2 separate regions of the Zea mays genome follow, and region 1 is linked to region 2. Evidence: chromatin contacts called from public Hi-C data. All regions are on one chromosome and are shown on one strand. Each heading gives the region's core, a stretch centred on a gene start, on an enhancer-like site or on the middle of the called end of the contact. The rest is flanking DNA. Distances are from core to core; before and after follow the strand shown.

Region 1 (2,700 bases), core at 146-2,645, 70 kb before region 2:
CATTCCCACGGATCCTCCACAACGTGAACCGGTCTGCGCTACCCGGGAGCACAGTACTCCTCTATCCAGCCTCTAGCCAGGAGGGTACACGCTACTCCCACCATCTCCCACGCCCAGTGCGCGGTTGTCTTTTCACGTATGGAATAGCCGGGTTCAGGCTTACCGGAGCATGTGGATAGTTGCAAAGTCTCCACCACAACAGGCCTACATCGAACGGTCCTTAATCGACACAGACGGGCGACCATGTTCGCTCAGCGTCTGGTCTAGATGTATTCAAACCATTTTCCCATTTTTGGTACCCGACAGGGGTACTCTTTTCCGAATGATGAACCCATTACGACCAAAGTGGAATCATCACCATAAGTTTGCTTTGATTTTTGAAACGAAAGGCCCATAACCAATGTTCCACAATCATTCTTTTTGAAAACAAATGATTTTTCAGTTTCTAAGCAGGGCTAAGCATTATCAGTTCTTTTTATAAAACCGGGATTAAGGAGTTTCCAAGGAATGGTAATGCATCAATTGTTTATCACACAACTCCTATCACCTAATGCATCAGATAAGGTGAAAAAGCATTTAAAACACAAGGAAGGGGCAAATGCGCCGGGGCTTGCCTGGAAGAAACACTAGGTTAGTGTTTGTTAGACGTCGATCACTTGACGATCAACCTTTGTTCCGATATTTGCTTCGTCTGTCCATCTTCATGTTCGTCCATCAGCATCACCTTGTGGAGAAGCTCATGCGCAGCGACATCTTGTGGTTGACTCAGCTTTGGTTCTCCGTATCACGCGGTTAATTCACGTACCTAAATGACATGCATTATGCACATGAATGTATATAGACATGAATATCACAAACCTAAATAGTGCTACGCGATAGCAAATTAAACACCTAGTGATGAAGCATCATACCATTTTATACAAAAACACTAGTTATCGACAGACGACTAAGCGCAATAATTGCATTTCTCTAGATTAACTGAATCTAACGCAAACATCATGAAACAATAAACGATACATATTTAATATAATTAGCCTAAACACAGCTTATCATTTAATTAATTAGAACACTAAACCTATCCTACTCATCACCTACACATCTCATATGTATATATATATATATATATATATATATATATATATATATATATATATATAGATATATATAAACCAATACACTATATACGATGAAGCATTTTAATAAACAATTAATACAACCACAACGCACGGTTACTATCGTCCAGAGAACTGACGCAACTAATATAACTTATTAATCCAAGCCTTGAACTAATAGTAAAACTAGCGAATCAGTGTACTATTACTAGTCGATACAAAATTCATGAGAACGACAATGATTCTGGTTCAGACCATCCATCTCTACTACTCCTTAAGTCTCTACCGTAGGCGTCCACTGGTGCAAGGTTCTGCCTGGTTCCCCGCCATCAACGCCCGGATCCCCACCCTCCTTCCCACCGCCGCCGCAATCAACGCGCTCCTCCCCCACGTGGATCCCTCCACCCTCCTCCCCACCGCCGCCGCTCGACCGCGGTTTCGTCGCACTCCTTCCTTCGAAAGCGCTCCTTTCCATCCTCGATTCCTCCTTCCTTCCATGTCGCTCCTTCCTTCGACGGCCAGCCTCATCCGGTCATTCCTCCTCGCTGTGCCCCCTCCCCCGTATTCAACCACCTCTTCCTCCTGCGGATCCACCACCGCCGTCCTCGCCCAACGTCTCCTTGACGCATATGCCCGCAGCGGCTCCCTCGCGTCCCCAATGTTGAGTCTGGCCTGTATGGAAGGAGTGCGGGCGTGGGTGGAGTGTGTAGAGAAATCCAAGCGAAACCCCGTGAGAGCGAGGTGACGGCAGACGGAGGCGAGTGGGTGAGCTGCGGGCGAGAGACGAGGTAGCGGGCTAGCGGATGGCGTCGCTGGTTGTAGTGGCCGCAGCGCTGCTGGTGGCGGCGCTGGTGGCATTCTGCGGCACGGACCCGCTCTGGACGGGGTTCGAGTCCCACCTCGTCGACCTTCCCGGGGTTCGAGTCCCACCTCGTCGACCTCCCCGATCCCGCCGAGATGTCGACGCACGCGGACGAACGGGAGTGGCTCCGCGGAGCCGAGGTGCAACCCCTCCAAACCGGCGTTCAAGGACGGCGCCGCTCACCAGTTGTATCTGGTCCGCCTCCTTCCCCTCCCCGTCCCCCTCCCTGATTTTTGAGTGATCTAGCCTGATCTGGGTCTAATGCTGCCCGCCCTTCCTGAATTTTCCTCTGCTGTGGTAGGTTGTGAAGAACTAGGGGTGGGAGCGCCTGTATGGCGGGCTTATGCCTTCTCTCATCGGCACCGCTGCCTCCCAGGTTGGTTCATTTGCCAGATTCGTTCCCCACTTTGTGAAGGTTGAGACGCTTCTGAATCTTTGCTAGCCTTGAGCGATCCAGGAGAGGGCTTGGCGATGGGTCTGTTGGGATGCTCCAGTCTCTCACTGTCTACTACTACTTGTACCAAATATCTACTGGACTCTGGATGGTAGGGTGCAAATGATTTAACTGTGTTAAATGTTAATTATTGTATGTTCTTCATTGTGTCCTAAGTCCTGATAATTGAACTATACAATTTCAGGGCATCGAATTTTATGCTATAAACACCGATTCCCAAGCCCTTATTAATTCACAAGCGCAATATCCTCTGCAAATTGGAGAGCAGTTGA
Region 2 (2,700 bases), core at 41-2,540:
AAACACAACAACAAATCCTTGTCGTGTGTCAGTCTTTGGAGGTGGTGGCCATGGAGGTCTTCGCGAGCCACGGGTGACGGTCTAATACAAGGATTGACGCGGTTTAGTGTTTGTGATCTTATATTCCATACCATATTTTAAGTTGAAGTTTGTTTGATTCACAAATTGTTGGGATGATGTATTATTTGAGTTGTATGGCTGTATGCATGAAAATGCAAAAGGCCGGAACGATATTTCCATTTCCAAAAAAAATGTGTATGCTCTAATTCTTGGCTGAACCTCTAGCAGGCAGCAGCCCCTCCATACTATTCCTTCTAGTGCTTCCCTGTCACACTGCCCCTCACGCTGTGGGGACATCAAAATCTCCTGCCCCTTCGGCGTAGGACCAGGCTGCTTCAAGCAAGGCTTCGAGCTCACCTGCAACCACACAACGCATCCTCCTGGCCTCTTTTTTGCAAACAGTACCAGCACTCAGATCAATTCCTTCCATCGTCGACGGCTATAACTATGTTTATGTTTCTACAATTGGTTTCCACATCACCAAGAGCCCAGGGGTGAACACCTACCACAGGACATGGGAGGCCCCTGCCAAGGGCGTCATGCTGGATGGAGCAGGGAACGACCTGCGCGTTGTGGGCTGCGGATGTCGACGTCTACCTGTTCAGCCATAGTACAGGCCATCTCATCGGTGCTTGCACAAGCACTTGCTGCAGAGACGAAAAAGAGATCAAGGGAAGTTCTACTGTGGAGGGACACTGTCAGGGACGAACGATGGCTGCTGCAAGATCATGTTGGCGTCGGACCTGAAACTACGAGCGTATGGCGTCAAAGTTGTTCGTCATGACGTCGCAGTAGCAAAACAACACCCTGATGTCAAGGTTATTGTATCGAATCGATACGGTTACTATACAGACGATCTCTACTCAAGTTGGGTAAACTCAAGCAATGTTGGAGGTTCGTGGCTTGAGATGGTCATCACAGACCAACCAAGCTGTGAAAGTGGCAAGATGAATCAGGACAGTTATGTCCTACCATCTGGTGGAGGCTACAATTGCTTCTGTCCCAGTTACGCTCTTGGCAACCCCTACGTTATAAATGGCTGCATCCAAGGTACATAATCTATCTATCTCTTGTTAGACAAATAAAGTGCTGAGCACCATGTAATCTTGTTGGAACCAGTATTCACGCGTTCAGTTTGTTTGGCGTAGTTTCATGGGTGGCTGGAACGCGCACAGACCATTCCATGACCGCCATGTAGGTTACCCCGTCGTGACGTCGTATTTGCGTTGTGCACGTCTTTCTGATCCGAAATTACAAGAGACGTGGAGCCTTCGTGCGACGGGGAAACGGCTATAAGCCGGATATATCTCGTTCATTATTGACTAGAGAATAAACTCAGAAAAGCTGCAGCCATCAGTCTGCAGGCCAAATTCTCTCGTGTGATATTTTTCTAGATGTGTGTGACTGCGTTCCAAATCAGTGATCCTACGCCGTGGTGATCGTGGCCAGCGTTCGCCGACGGTCTGCGTCGTCTTCACTCGTCAGGGAACCGACTGTGACGGCTCGGTTCTAACATCTCTCTATATATGTGTATATATGTAGGGCTGAAAAAAAAGCTCGACGAGCTGGCTCGGTCTCGCAGCAGCCCGAGCCGAGCCTGTTTTTGTGGCTCGTGAAAAGAGCGAGCCAACTCGACTCGGTGCAGCTTGCGAGCTGGCTCGTGGCTCGACCCAACAATAATTTATTGCATAAAATCTTAATTAGCATATAACATTAGTACCGAGTAGACAATTAATTTATGTTATTTAAGATTACTATAAAAAATAATCTATTTTATATATTATATTAGTGATATATCTATTTTACTAATTTAAAATATGTTATTTAAATTTTTTTTAGATTTTATATTATAATTTAGAGAGCTTGCTAGATGGGCGAGCCGAGACGAGCTCGGCTCAGCTCGGCTCGTTTCCACCCCTAATAACACATATATTATATATGTGTTATATTCATCACCTTAGTTGATAATCACCCACACTAAAATGACTTGTAAATTTAAGTTATTTATGATCTTTGTAAGTCATTTCAGGATAGTTGATCATCACCTAAGGTAGCATTATTCATCATCCTAGGTAATGATCACTCATCCTAAAATAACTTAATAATTTTTTATTAATTGTTAAGTCATTCATGATTTTTTGTTAAGTTATTTCAAGGTTGGTGATTAACATCTATGATAACAAATAGCGTGTATGTGTGCATGTTGTTTTCAAATATTTATAGATATGGATACCGGGGAATACTAGTTTAGGTATACCCATTCCTCATAGAGATTAGAGGGAATAGAAATGTCAATGGGTATCTGATAGCCGATGTGTAAATACCCCATATATTAGGGCCTGTGTATAGCGAATTTTGGTATCCATGAGCTCTTATTAGGCCATTTTCTATAACCATAAGAATGGTGGGTGTGGACATGTTCTCTCTTGTCCTATATATACCCGTTAAGATATGATATGTGGGTATAGATTATAGAAGTCCTCCATATAAAATACCAAAAACTTGTGTTGCACACAAAGATAGTTTACTATTGTTACATCTTTTGTTGTTGATGAGGTTTGGGGCTTCTATATTTTATATTTGGTTTTTAAAGTCGTGGTTAAAATGAGTATGTCTATTGAAACGTTAGTGGATATGGGT

The links. Hi-C and Micro-C count contacts between places; a contact is called where the count stands out from the background.
Region 1: a contact with region 2 is called in a Hi-C map of leaf, with 7 times the contacts expected there. The contact joins the promoter of LOC103653816 here to the enhancer-like site in region 2. A contact is called at or near these places in 9 of 25 Hi-C or Micro-C datasets (bundle sheath, ear, leaf and 2 more).

The regions. Positions count from the first base shown.
Region 1 is chr4:149,754,669-149,757,368 of Zm-B73-REFERENCE-NAM-5.0, reverse strand. It overlaps LOC103653816 (cell division protein FtsZ homolog 1, chloroplastic), which reads left to right and starts at 1,395. Exons shown (of 6, transcript XR_004857833.1): 1 at 1,395-2,169; 2 at 2,276-2,350; 3 at 2,432-2,519; 4 at 2,613-2,700.
Region 2 is chr4:149,684,506-149,687,205 of Zm-B73-REFERENCE-NAM-5.0, reverse strand. No RefSeq gene overlaps it. Among protein-coding and RNA genes, the nearest start is that of LOC100383867, 44 kb to the right of the region's middle. Within about 2 kb of position 1,290, at least 5 of the 20 cell types and tissues checked have an H3K27ac peak or open chromatin away from gene starts, as enhancers often do. A contact at or near this core is called in leaf and leaf mesophyll, where this site is marked.